2 separate regions of the Arabidopsis thaliana genome follow, and region 2 is linked to region 1. The links are chromatin contacts, called in public capture Hi-C maps. All regions are on one chromosome and are shown on one strand. Each heading gives the region's core, a stretch centred on a gene start, on an enhancer-like site or on the middle of the called end of the contact. The rest is flanking DNA. Distances are from core to core; before and after follow the strand shown.

What was found. Capture Hi-C pulls out chosen DNA fragments and counts their contacts.
Region 2: a contact with region 1 is called in a capture Hi-C map of shoot, with 3 times the contacts expected there. The contact joins the promoter of emb1579 here to the promoter of AT2G03020 in region 1. A contact is called at or near these places in 2 of 3 other capture datasets (root and shoot).

Annotation. Positions count from the first base shown.
Region 1 is chr2:882,209-889,657 of TAIR10.1, forward strand. AT2G03020 (Heat shock protein HSP20/alpha crystallin family) reads right to left here and starts at 1,956. Exons shown (of 5, transcript NM_126354.3): 1 at 1,831-1,956; 2 at 1,397-1,744; 3 at 1,283-1,309; 4 at 1,134-1,157; 5 at 437-1,044. The coding sequence starts at 1,873. The coding sequence ends at 719.
Region 2 is chr2:950,543-957,031 of TAIR10.1, forward strand. It overlaps emb1579 (ATP/GTP-binding protein family), which reads left to right and starts at 1,346. Exons shown (of 19, transcript NM_126366.5): 1 at 1,346-1,581; 2 at 1,771-1,851; 3 at 1,924-2,412; 4 at 2,522-2,625; 5 at 2,855-3,592; 6 at 3,689-3,734; 7 at 4,375-4,467; 8 at 4,555-4,610; 9 at 4,826-4,928; 10 at 5,075-5,286; 11 at 5,371-5,434; 12 at 5,779-6,489. The coding sequence starts at 1,771. AT2G03140 (alpha/beta-Hydrolases superfamily protein) reads left to right here. Exons shown (of 13, transcript NM_001335168.1): 13 at 1-1,011. AT2G04485 (a long non-coding RNA gene) reads right to left here and starts at 1,241. Exons shown (of 1, transcript NR_140011.1): 1 at 995-1,241.

The DNA.
Region 1 (7,449 bases), core at 706-3,205:
GCTGCTGTTTGTCCCACTCATTGTCCTAGGTATTTCCCTCATCGACCTAGAACCTCCTTTTTGACAGCTCAATACTTGTTTGCACTACCAATTCCAGAGTTAGTATTAGGCAGAGATTTTTTAGTGAGTGTGTGCATATATAATCTTAGCCTCGTAACCACTTTAAACAACACACTAGTTTTGATTCTGTGGCATATCAGTGTTAGGGCCTCAAGTTAAAGAAGTGTTTTGGTAGCTAAAATCCCATTGTCCCCTACTTGAATATGCACACCAAACTTTTAGTTTTGAGAACAATCGATGATTGCTAAAATTAGTTTGTGAAATCACAAAGATGACAAAGAAGACTTGATCCAGAGATTCAAAGGTCTGAAAATCCCCTTTTGTCATCTATATATATGTGTGTATAGAGAATTAGAGATGTTTCAACAGATAGAAAAGTGGAAAGGATGTGTATTGAGTTTGATAGTGGAAATCATTTGGCATTGCTTCATGCTCAAAAGAGTTATGTGGCCCTTAAAGTTGATACTCATAGCAAAACAGACTTTGGAAAATGATAACAAACTAGCCAAAAAGTCGAAACATACCAAAAATAAGTTGCGTCGTTGAAACATTACCAAAATAAGTACTGATAAAACGTAAAACGACACGATCCACAAAACAAACGACACCATCCCAGAGAAAGGGTCCACCATACTAGAAAGACAAAATAGTTTCATCATCAAAATGGAGGGATAAGGAGACGAATGACACCGTTCTTGGCGATGGTCTTGATCCGACGGCTGGGAATGTCAACAGGAGTGGAGAGCATAGCGACGTCACCAGAGTAGAAACGGCCACTTGAATCATGGCTAACCGCAGGAGCTTGACCAGTCACCTTGACTCGCCCATTCGTGACAGAGACAGTGAAGTTTTCTTTGGGAACACCCGGCATGTCTGCACGCACGAATAGTTTGCCGTTTGGGAGCTGCTTCGACTCATAGGCCATAGTCGGTTGTGGGAACGCAAGTGGATGTGGCTGCAATACCGGACCGGTTAACGCCGGGTCTGATCCACAAATACAATTACTCTCATTTTAAACACCCAATCTCTCAATACTAAATATAATTACTAGCTAGGACCAGAAAGTTGTATACCATTTGGATCGGTGCCACGGAGATCTACCGACCACAAACAAAGAGAAAAGACAAACATTTAAAGATGAGTAAACAATTTTCGAAAGTTTGTGTAGGAAAAAGCCAAACTTTTAGATATTGAAAGTTTCTGGAAATGGAAATGGAAATACCTTCACGGAAACCTGAGCAACCAAGAACTGTTGACAAAAGCATAAACTTTTTATATCAGAAAAATGATCTATAAACACTGACCGGTAATACATTAGATGGGTAATAGTACTGACCGGTGCAAGGAGAGCGGTGTGGATCGATGCGAGTCTTGGAGAGGATAACTCTAAAAACACCGTCGGACATGTGGGTGGTGATGCTTGAGATCGCACAGCAGCTACAGCCAATTCCAGTCATCGTTTGGTAACGACGTTCGGTGGAGTCGTGTGTGTGAACCTTGGGTGCTTTGGCGAAAACAACCACAGTTTCCTGCGACCGGTTATGATAAACACTCAAGCCGCCTTCATCAGGAACTCCAGGCAAATCCATCCTCAAGAACATGTCTTCGTTCGCTAGAATCTTGATCTCAGAGAACCCTTTTGGCCCATTCGTCTGAAACTGGTTGTTGATTGCGTAAAAACCTTCTGCTTTCAGAGAGAAAAACCAAAAAAATCAGAGAAATGAAACTCGAATCAGTGAAAATCTGAACGAGGTGATAGAGGAATCATACCGGGAGACTGAGGACGAGCACTAACAGGAACGGCCATTGCCATGATTCAACAAAGGTACAAGCTTTCTCAGTGCTTTAGGGTTTTTGCATTTAGTGGCTTCTGGAACTTTATGGGCATGGATGGGGAGGCTACAAATGGAAATATCTAATGTTCTCACCCTACGTGGCATGTTTACTTTTGACCTTTGACGAAATGTATCAAAGAGAATCTCACGGTACATATTATTAGCTGACATTGAAACCAAAATCACAGCCGTCCAATCTTATCTGTTTGTGAGGACCATTGCTGAAAAATCAAGACTTTTATTTGACCCAAATAAAAAATGAAGACTTATAGTAATAATTGTTGAGAGACGCGCGACGATATATCAAAATAGAAAGTTTGGTGAAAACGACAGATCGAATAAAACACCTTCTCTGAAATTAGAAAAACACAAATTCATCAAAAGTTTTTATTAGATAAACTTGAACCACGGAATATAAAACTTAATATTTCAATGCCCAATCAAAATGAGCTTGAGTTTGTAAAAATTATACTGTATTTTGTTCTACCCAAGATATGGGAGAATATATTTTACATGAGCATCTTTTATTAAAAAAAAAGTAATCATAACAAGACGATTTTCAGCATAAAAAAAAAGTTTATCCCAAACCTGATTAACCTTTAATTTTGACAAACGCGAGTTCATTTGACTGTTGAGTTATTTATTAACAGTTTGATATGTAATCTTTTTTATTAAATAATAAATATTTTAAAAATTTGTGTATATATTAAAAAGCTGTTAATATTTAATCCACAATTCAGTCAATAATAGAACAAGTCTTGAAACAATAAAACAATTATTTTACGTTAAAAATGTAAAACATTGTGGGTTTGTTCCTCTACCAACATCATTTAAAATGAAACCATTTTTTAAACTAAAACATAACTTTATATAATACGGACGAAGTATACTTTGTATCAATGTGGTTGTATTAGTTTCTTAAAATATTTGTAGACGTTAAATCCAGTAATATCCAAGGAAAAGCTCATATAAAACTTTAAATTGTATTTTATCCTTAACTTTTGGTTGTTTTCAATATTATCATTCAGAGGAGGGGCTTGTCTCTTTGTTTGTTTTTTTGTTTTTCTTCCCAAACCTTCTCATTTTGTCTCTCAAACTTTGATGCAACTCGGGCTTGTCTCTTTATTTATAGGGGCTTTGGTACAATCCTAAAAATCTGAATTGATAAGTTAACATTAAAACAAACAAAAAAGTTTGATAGTTAAATAATTAATTTGACGAGTAGAAAAATCCTTTTTATCCTTTTTATCATTAAAACAGAAAAATCCTTTTTATCATTATCATTTTTATAAATATTCTAACTTTTCTATAATTGTATATTATCATATATTTCATAGATTATTTATTTCATGACCTATTTAAATATATTTCCAAAAGAAAAACTATTTAAAATATTCTTATTTTGTAAGTTTTAGTATTATAATTTACAAATATTCTGACTTATTAATATATCTATATATTATCATTTTATAAAAATGTAAATAAAAATTAAAATCTGAAAGATAATTAAAAAAAGAAAAAGACATGAACAAATTAACCCAAATAAATTTGTAGAAAACCCAATGGTAAAGACGATAACCCTGAAAACGGCCAAACAACTCCTATCTCTCTGTCGACACAAAAGGGGATACTGATAAAACCGTTTTTCCTCTTTGGTTTTCGGGCCGCCGACATTTGCCGGTGGTTCTATTTTGTTTCTTGCTTTATTTTTCTTCTGTTTTCAATAATTGTGATGGGGAATTTTCTGTTATCTCAGATTGTTCTCAGATTTATTTTCTTCATTCGATTTCTCTTCACCTTTATGGTGATGATTGTAATTCTCTTTGTCGATGATATGGTTTTCTTGGGACATCTCTCCCACCCTTCCGCAGTTATCCCCACACTGAAACCCATGATTCGATGTGATGCAGTCTTGTTCTCGCAGATTTACAAATATAAATGGAGATCTCGGAATTTGGTGTCTTTACAACTATACAAACAGATCTACTTTGGAAAATGGAAACTACCATGGAAAAAGAGACAATTCGGGATGAATGGATAATGACAATAAGCAACTATCTATGGAGGAGAATGATCGGAAGATGGTTTATGTCATGTACACAACAATGGGTTTTAAGCACAACCAAGACCAATGACATCTCATTCTATATGAGAGTCTCGATCAATCCAAAAGCTTTGTGATGTAACATATGGATCGTTGCATATGACTCTCAACTGCATTACCGGTATTTTATCAGTAAAAAGAAGAAGATCCCTAAGCAAGAAAGTCACACCAAATTGACGGAAATGACGAAGATGATAAAGTACTTGACTAAGAATGCGGCATGTATTGCTTCATCATTTTTTCGTTACAAAAACAATTGGTTGTATTTGTAATCTCATTGATAATCATGTATACTTTGATTCACATTAATAAAGTTTGTTTAGATGTTAAAAAAAAAAATGTAGAAAACCATTACCAGTTTATCATGCATCAAACCTAAGATTGGTCATATACCAACTAAACAAAGTGATAAATGTTATTTTCTGTATGGCAACCCTACAGTTGTCTTAAACTTAAGAAAATTTTGTTTAGGACTAATACATTTAATATTTTTAAAGAATATCATAAATATTTAATAGATTAAAAAATTAAAAAATTGTAAATACTCTAATTTGATTATTTAAAAATAGATATATAATTAAAATATTTATAGCATGTGACATGTTAAACGTAATGTATTATATGCTTGTTTAAATAAGGTTTGACACTTCTAAATATTTTAAAATTTGATATTGTAAGCAAATTTTCATTAGAATTCTAAAATGAAAACATGGATTCCATGCATGGGTTGAATTTGGTATTATTATATACCAAACATATGTTCATACTATATTGGACTATGTAAAATTCCGTAATTATATGAAACAAACTTCTATTTCAACAACCAAAAAAGTTAAAATTCAAAAAAGATCTCCTAAATTAACTAAAAAAAATAGCTAACTAGGACTTATTGCTATTGATTCCATGATCCCTATACTTCCTTAGTTAATACATTTTAGATATGGTTCATTTATAATATTTAGACTTTTGATATATGCAATCTTATTTTGTTGTTGCTATTTTTTTTTTTTCACTTACTATTATAATATATGAAAATTTGATTCTGGAATATATAATATATTAACAAAAAAAATTTTAACCCATGTTGTAGCATGAGTCATAATCTAATATGTATATATATATATATGTATATATATATATATATATATATATATATATATGAAAAGAAAATCTTTATGTTGAGTCATGGCAATAATAAATATTGTTTGACGTTGGTAGATTGTTTTTTTACCGTCTGATTTCCTTATCTTGTGCTCATCCACCGACTTCTCAAAAACAAGAGGAACCAAAGACTCATGGATTTTAATGGGAGTACGAATCTGGAGATTGCGAATTCCAAAAAGAAAGAATGTACCCACCGTTAAATACATCTTTATGCAATTTGTAGCACACATAGGGAACAAAAGAGAATACGCTGTCACTAAGTCACATTGGTTGATTTTCATCTTAAAAAGTTTTATGAGTCTCTAGATACGCTACATATAGGTAATAAAAGCATAAAAGTTGCGACTAAAAATTTGTAAGATACACCATAATCATCTCTCCAACAAAAGATGGCAAGAATAACCACAATATGAAGATATGATGAGACACAATCCATGGGATGTACAAGTTGCGCACACTGGCAGGGCCGGAATATCTATTCATTGATGTCAAATAAATTTTTACAAAAACTGCAATTTTCTTCTTCATACACTTGTAGTATGCAATTAGTATATGGCATCCACAAAATACTAAACATTTATACCCTATTTACTTCTGAAAACTGAAATTTCTATAATAGATTTTTTAAGTAATAACTTGTTTTGGAAAGAAAAAAACATAATACTTTATATATATTTCTAACATTAAATAATATACAATTAATTTTGGATTTATTCATGATTTACATGTTAGACCCAATCTTAACGCCTAACAATTTATGGAGAATTAGTGCTAAATAAATTTACATTAAATATCCATATATATACTACGGTTCAGATATTGTTTAAAATTCGGATTATTTTTTGCATGTAATAATTTAAAATAATTATAAATAGCAGAAAATAGAAAAATTTTAAAATTTATTCCAAAAATGGCCACTATAAAAAATATTTTCCTCGTTATTTGTTAAAATTTGATAGGTTAGCATTAAAACAAAAAAAAGTAGTTAAATAATTAATTTGACGAGTAGTAAGAATATTCGATCAAAATGTATTTAACATCTTTTAAACAGAAAAAATCCTTTTTCTTATTATCCTTTTTATAAGTATTCTAACTTTTCTATAATAAAAATTATGTATATTATCATATATTCATAGATTATATTTTTCATGACCTATTTAAAAATATTTCCAAAAGAAAAACTGTATAAAAATATTATTATTTTTGTAAGTTTTAGTATTATTTTTCACAACTATTCTGACTTATTAATATATATATATATATATATATATATATATATCAATATATCATGTTATAAAAAAGTAAATAAAAAATAATTAGTGAGCGAATTAAAATCGGAAAGATATTAAAATACAAGACATGAACAAATTAACCCAAATAAATTTGTAGAAAACCATTACTGGTTTACCACGCAACAAACCTAAGATTGGTCATATACCAACTAAATAAAGTGAAAAACGTTATTTTCTGTATGCACGACCCTACACTTGTCTTAAATTTAAGAAGGTTTTGTTTAGGACTAATACAAGAGGGGAGGCAGAAAAAGGAGTATTGGGTCTAAGAGGCACCGCAAGAAGGAGACGATCTTTATGTGCTGATATGCATATGCTCTTTGGGTAGCTTGGATTCACAAGTTGTTGTTTAGGAGACGATCCTTTTGGCCTAAAAAAACAGAGGTTATTAATTAGTTATAGATTTGGAGATCTCTACTTTGCACCGTGATATGACAATGCAATTTAGCAAATGCCACTAAAGAGAGTTGTGACCAGCATATTTCTAATTTTTATTTTTTGTCATGGGACCAAATCCTTAGGTATCGCGTGTAAAACATAAACATTTTCATTTTATGAATACTTACATTCTTAGGAAGGAAAACAAAAATTCTAAGTGTGTAGTTTCATTCAATCTTGCAGCCTATCCTCTTAAGGAAGTTTCGCCATACATTACGTTAAAGTATGTGAAAACAAAGAAAGCAAGACTTCACTTTGGATGATGCAAAATGTTAGAAAACAACAAAAACATGATGCAAAATGTTAGAAAACAAATCTTATAAAATAGTCTTTAATATAATGTACACTGTGCAAGTGTTATCGTCGGGTGATGTCGGGTAATATAGTGTACGACTTCGCTCGTATTGTAATTTGTTTAATTATTTTAATAAAAAGGAGACTGTTCTCCCCTTCTCTACCAAAAAAAGTATATATATATATATATATATATATATATATATATATATATATATTTATTTTCGTGTTTTGTCTCCAGATTCCAAGATGATGGATTCGT
Region 2 (6,489 bases), core at 96-2,595, 68 kb after region 1:
AGCATTTACATCATTTAATTGGCATTTGTGAAGGTTATACTTCCTATCGCTTGTTAATATACTTTTTATGCATTTGATGGTGATGGTATTCTAGGTGCATACGTTTGGCAAAGCCTCAAAGTGTGTTGATGACATTTTGAAGATATGACTCATTGTCTCTTTAATGAGACACATGGTAATCATCTTTTCCATCCATGTATGTGATTTTCCATTTGCTTTTATAGCTCAAAGGCAACTAGAAAACTGCTTTGAACGACAAAAGTTCAAGATCACATACAGGATCTAGAATGAAGGAATTCTAGAAACTAAGCATTCTACGAAAGTTTTACCTGTAAAGATGTAGTGATATCAAATTCGCTCTCCTATTAACATTACTCCTATTGCTTCAAACTTGTCTGTGTTTGATGATGTGCTTATTAGAAAAACAAAAATGGTTTTGGTTGTTCTTGGTAAAAAAAGACACTCTTCTGATGGTCTTCATTTTAGGGGTTTGATTTTAGCTGATTTTTTGTTTTAGGTTGTCTCAGACAAAAAACATCTGCAGCAAAAGTAGCGAAACTCGAGTCAGAGTAAAGGAGCCTGGAGTCCAGTTCATCTACCTCCTTGAAGTCGCTTTTAACTGAGAATGAGATGAAAATCCAACAGCTATGACTTCAAGCAGGTTGACGAACTGGACTCTTAACTCTGACTACAAGCAGGATTCACATCTTGAGTGATCTCTTCTGAAAATATTTAAAATGTGGACCTCACTTGACAGACTACAAGCACTGTTGAATTCAGTTTTATTAACAAAAACAACATGGAGATTGATTTATCACTTGCAATTATTCATTCATGTTAAACTAATGGCAGAACAGCTTAGGAGAAATGATAATGTGATGTGAGGCAGTTAGTCTTTAACTTAGCTGGTGCCTATTGTGCTACTCCACTGATGCTATACCTCTGTTGATAGAATCATACAAAGAAGAGTAATGGATCTTGACATTATATTTTTGGACAAAACCACAAGCCTCGAGTAAAGTTTCCAATTTTTTTTTTGATATTTAGACAAATATATCAAAAATGGTGATTTACTAAATCTTATACTAACTATAAAAAATTCATTACCATCTAAATTTTTTAATGCTAGATTTTCATTTTTTTTTTCATTTTTTTTCTTCACAAATGTAACATTATATTAAACATTCGATACAATACATAACCAAAACAAAGGCCCTTAAAGAGATACAGAAAGTGGAGGCTCAAACTAGCCTATAACGGGCCAAATTTGTTTTGAAAATATAAAAGAACGGGCCTATAACGAACTTATAAAAAGGCTAATATATAAGCCCATTAAAAGATAATGCATGCGTGTCCTCTAACTTGAACCCTTACTACTAACAAACATATCGTTCTCTTTACTTTCTCTTCTTCACAGCAAACTAATCCTCAAACCATTCTCTCAAGCTCGTCTTCTTCCTCTATCTGTGATTTCTAGGGTTTTGTTTTTTCCCTTTTTAATCTCTCAATTGCTTAGTCTCTTCCTCTTCTCTCAACACGTAAGACACGCAAAGAAGAAACAATTTTTCAATCTTCTTGTAGGTAAAGTCCGTCAATTTAATTTAATTTTACTCGCTTGATCGAATCATGTATGTGAATTCGAAATTGTAGTTTAGGGACGTGAAAATTTCGGTTGATTCATGTTGTTTTTTTGATAAATCTTTGTTATTGTTCGTTCTTCGTATTATCTCTCAAAGAATGTACTAACTAAAATTACAAAATTGAAACCAGATGCATAGAGATATGTATTCTTCAAGAGGCACTGGCTACGGTCAACAGCAATACGGTTCGCAATCTGGTTATTCTCAGAATGTAAGATCATCAATTTCAATTGAAACCAAATTATGCTTAATTATGCTTAATTTATGTGTAATTGTTATGTAGCTTGGATCTGGCTATCCTGGAAGTTCAGTGAGTGGTGGCGCAGAAGGAGGCTCTCAGATTTCTTTGAGTTCTCGCCATCCATCAATTACAGGTGCTCCTCAAGAGACTGACATTGGTGGTGGATACAGATCTCATTTATCTACAGCTGCTAGTCATTACGGAACACAATATGGCTCTGTGTATGGATCAACTTCTCTTAGCAGCTCTCAGCCTTTAAGCACCAATGGTTTAGGTTCATCAGTTTTGGATAACCGCTCGGGATATGTCCCTACTTTACCTGATTCACCAAAGTTTGCATCTGGAAGCTATTTGTCTCCCTCGAGCCATGGTTATGGTCAAAAGACGGACGATTTGTATTCCGATAAGCTGTCTGGTTACATTCCCGTTGATAGAAGGCAGTATGGTGAACAATCAAGCTCTTATCTCGGTAGGGAGTTGCAAAATGAACCAACTAGGCGATATGCTGATCCATCTAATTTTGCTCGCCAGGTGCGCCTACTCTCATATTTTTAAGAGAAAATCTTATGAATTTGGTTGGTTTCTGTTCAATGTTGTTACAATTGGCTTGATGATACTCGTTATTATATGATTTTGGCAGACTGACTTGTATGATCGCATTGATCAAGCATCGCTTCTCCGAGGAGAACAATTATTAAAAATGCAGTCGCTTCATACCTCTTCTGTTGATGCAGGTGTCAACAGGTATTTTTCGATGATTGATTCTATTATATCGGTAGCCAGATTTCTTTCTAGCATAGATTTCTTTTTCAAATAGTTTGTATTTTTTGGTACATCTGTTATCTGTATTGTTTTCAGATCTGTTCTCTCAGGACCTTTGTTATAAAGCTACTGTAACTTCTTGTCAAAACTTTCAATAACGATTGAAGAAAAAACATATCTTATTACACTGAGTAGCATACATTTCTGGCAGACAAACCGATTATCTTACAGAACGAAGTTCTACTGTGCGTCATTCTGACCAAGAAGCAATGCATTATGGAGGAAGGCTTGAGTCTGATCCTCACGGTTTATCAGTACGCAACACATCTTCTTATGCCAGCCAACATACCCCATCGTTATTAGGAGCTGTTCCTCGGCGAAACTTAGATGACTATATTTATCCGGAGAGTTCTTCAAATCCTGGTTATGGTGTTAGCTTACCTCCAGGCAGGGATTATGGCACCGGGAAAGGTATCCATAGTGCAGCGTCTCTCGACTTGGACTACCCTGGTGGCATGCTGGCTCGTGGTACTGGCGCTGCTCCTCGTGTTGATGATCTCCGGAAAGGTGACCGGGCAAGTTATCTCAGGGAGTTTGATCTAAGAGAAGAAGAGCGTCGTCGTGAGGATCAACGCGCCAGAGATAAGGAGCGAGAACGAGAGAGGGAGCGCGAACATGACAGAGAACGAGAGCGTCAGAGGGAACGAGAAAGGCAAAGAGCTAGGGACCGGGAGAGGGAACGCATATTGGAGAGACGGGAGAAGGAAAGACAAGGAGAAAGAGAACGTGAGCGAAAACGTGCTCTCGAAATAAAACGAGATCGGACTCCAACAGCAAGAGCTACGTCCAAGGACACAAAGGAGCGGACTCCAGTGCCCAAATCTATTTCTAGGGATGCACGTAGTTCCTCTTTGCGGCGGGATGCACACCATCGTGAAGCATCAATTAGGTTTTATTTTTGATCTCTGTCACGTTCTTCATCTGGAATACAGGGCATTTTATGTTCCTGCACCAGGCACTAACCTTATTTCTGTTATACCTGAAGGCGTTCTTCACCGATTAAGCCAATAAGAAGAGATTATGTCTGCAAGGTAATAAGTGTTCCAAGAGATTCCTCTTTCAGTGATTTTTTTGCCTACTCCTCAGGGTTACCTCATCTTCCTTTCCATTCCTGCATTCTCGTTGTTTTCTTATTGATTGACTTGGACATCTCTTAGTCCCTCCTCAATTACTATATCAGCCTTGCCATTTATCAAGATAATCCTTTCAGCTTTCTCATTCTTTTTCTGTCGACGGGATATCTTCCTGTACTTGGGCTTGTTATACTTCCTCTTTCCTTTTGTGGCGAATTTACTTGGCCTTTCCTAGTTGTGGGTTTATTTGTCCAAGCTTCTGTCTTCTTGCCACCTCTGGGTGTTATTTTGCCTGCTTTTAAAATTAGTGACATATATCAGGTTCCTCATTTTTGTGTCTCCAGTTAGTTTACCTGATTACTAGTTTTTTTTCTGATGGACTTCGTATTGAATTAAATGTGGAAATGTTTACAAGGATGAGACACTTGATGCTTACCACTTTCTCAAATCAAGGACTTTTTGTTATATTTCCCATTAATAAGATTGATGGTGACAGAGATAGGAGGGGCAGAGTTACCTTACACTCTGTATGTGTGATGCAGTGCTTAAGCGCAGTGTGCATTATTCTTTATTAAACTATTGGGTGACTTATGTGCAGGTTTTATCTTCGCGATTGGTTGACATGGAGAGGGATTACGTGACACTAGATAAAAGATATCCCAGGCTTTTTGTGCCTTCTGAGTTCTCGAAGGTTTCTGTTATTCTATCTCCCAATTATTATCTAATCCTTAGTGGAGTTCTAAATGATTGTTAACCTCAAATGTACTATATGTTTCAGGTTGTTGTGAACTGGCCGAAACAGAAGCTTACACTTTCTATGCATACTGCTGTGAGGTGAATTATTCTGCTTCTTATTTACATTTTGTCAGTCTTAGGATTGTAATCCTTCTTAACTGGTTTAAATAGATCTGTTCTGGATTTTTGTTTCCCTTGCCCAGTCCGTATTGTAGAGTTACACACATTATTCAAGTTTTGTGGATTCACTTTTGTTATATACTATCTAGTTAAATGTATTTGTAGACCTAACCATCTTTTTTTGAGGACGACAGTTTTGAGCATGATTACATTGAAGATGGTGGAGCTGATGTGAAAAGTACTTCCACTAAGCCTTTAGCTTTGAAAACTGGAGGAAAAAGTGTTTGGAACGCCAAGGTTGGCTGTTTTTTTCTTTCTCATTGATAAAGATTGCCTCTTTAATTATGTCATTGCTCATGTTTGCACGATGTATCATTGCTGCTATTGTTTCGGAGTATATTGAAAGAATTGCTCATGTGTTATGGGTTTTATGTGCTGTTCAGATGGTTTTGATGAGCGGGCTGAGCAGGACTGCTCTGGAAGATCTTGCTTCAGATAAATTCTTTGAGGATCGTATACCTCATATATGCAACATATTAAAATTCGCTGTTCTTAAAAAAGATCATTCATTCATGGCGATTGGTGGTTCCTGGGATCCCACAGATGGCATGGACCCATCAGTTGATCAGTCTTCCTTAATTCAGACAATGCTGAGGTTTGTCTCTTCACGTATTCTTTTGTCATTCTTTGCTGCCGTTTTGTTCATTGTCTGAGACTTGAAAAACCTTTTCCTTTGCAGACACTCAAAGGATAAGCTTCATCTTGATCTGAGTAACTGCCGTCACTGGAATCCATTCCTAGAGGTAGGTTTTCCTTCTCTTGGTTTAAGACTGCATTGAGATGTTGGACGTGTGGGGACATTACACTTGAGTATTGTAGCTAAGATAGTATATATACCGTACAATCTCTCTTATTTTCTATAGGTAGAGGTCGTTGAAGATGATATGATATTGGTTTATCCAGAGATTTGCTCTATGAATACTTGCAAAAATTGTTAATTTGTGTCCTGTTTTACTGCAGTTTCACTTTTTTGTCAATATGGTAGACCTAGGATAAGTTATAAGCTAACAAAGCAATGTTACTTTCTTGCCAGTTTATATGGAAATCTAAGTAGCTTAGCTTTGCCTCTCTTTTTTGGAATTGACAGATACATTATGACAGAGTTGGTACAGATGGAGTGTTTAGCTACAAAGAGATCACAGTACTTTTTGTCCCCGATTTATCAGAATGTCTTCCTTCATTTGATGTTTGGAGAACCCAATGGTTGGCACACAGGAAAGCTCTTACTGAAAGAGATCGACTACTCTCTCAGGAGGTTAAGAAAGATACTGTTGAAGTAACCAAGGATGCAGAGAAAAAGTCACCAGGAGATACTTCCGGCACTCCGACAACTGGAACTAAGAAGACTGTTAAAAAGATCATTAAAAGAGTTGTTAAGAGGCCTGTCAACGATGGAAAAGCAACTGGTATGAAAGGTGAGAAGTCGGATGTTCCTGAACATGTTGCCATACCAGAGACCACAGTCCCAAAAGAAGAGTCCACTGGTACATCTTCTAACAAAAAAATAGTGAAAAAGGTAGCTGAAACTGGAGATACCTCAGATCCCAGTGCTAAGGCTAATGAGCAGACTCCTGCAAAGACAATTGTAAAGAAAAAAATTATTAAAAGGGTGGCTAAAAGGAAGGTTGCTGAAATAGACAACAAAATGGACGGTGACTCCAAGAAAGACGGAGATAGTGATGAGAAAAAGGTGATGGAGGTAGGCAAGAAATCCTCTGATTCAGGTAGTGTGGAGATGAAACCGACGGCCGAATCTTTAGAAGATGTGAAAGACGAGAATGCCTCCAAAACTGTGGAT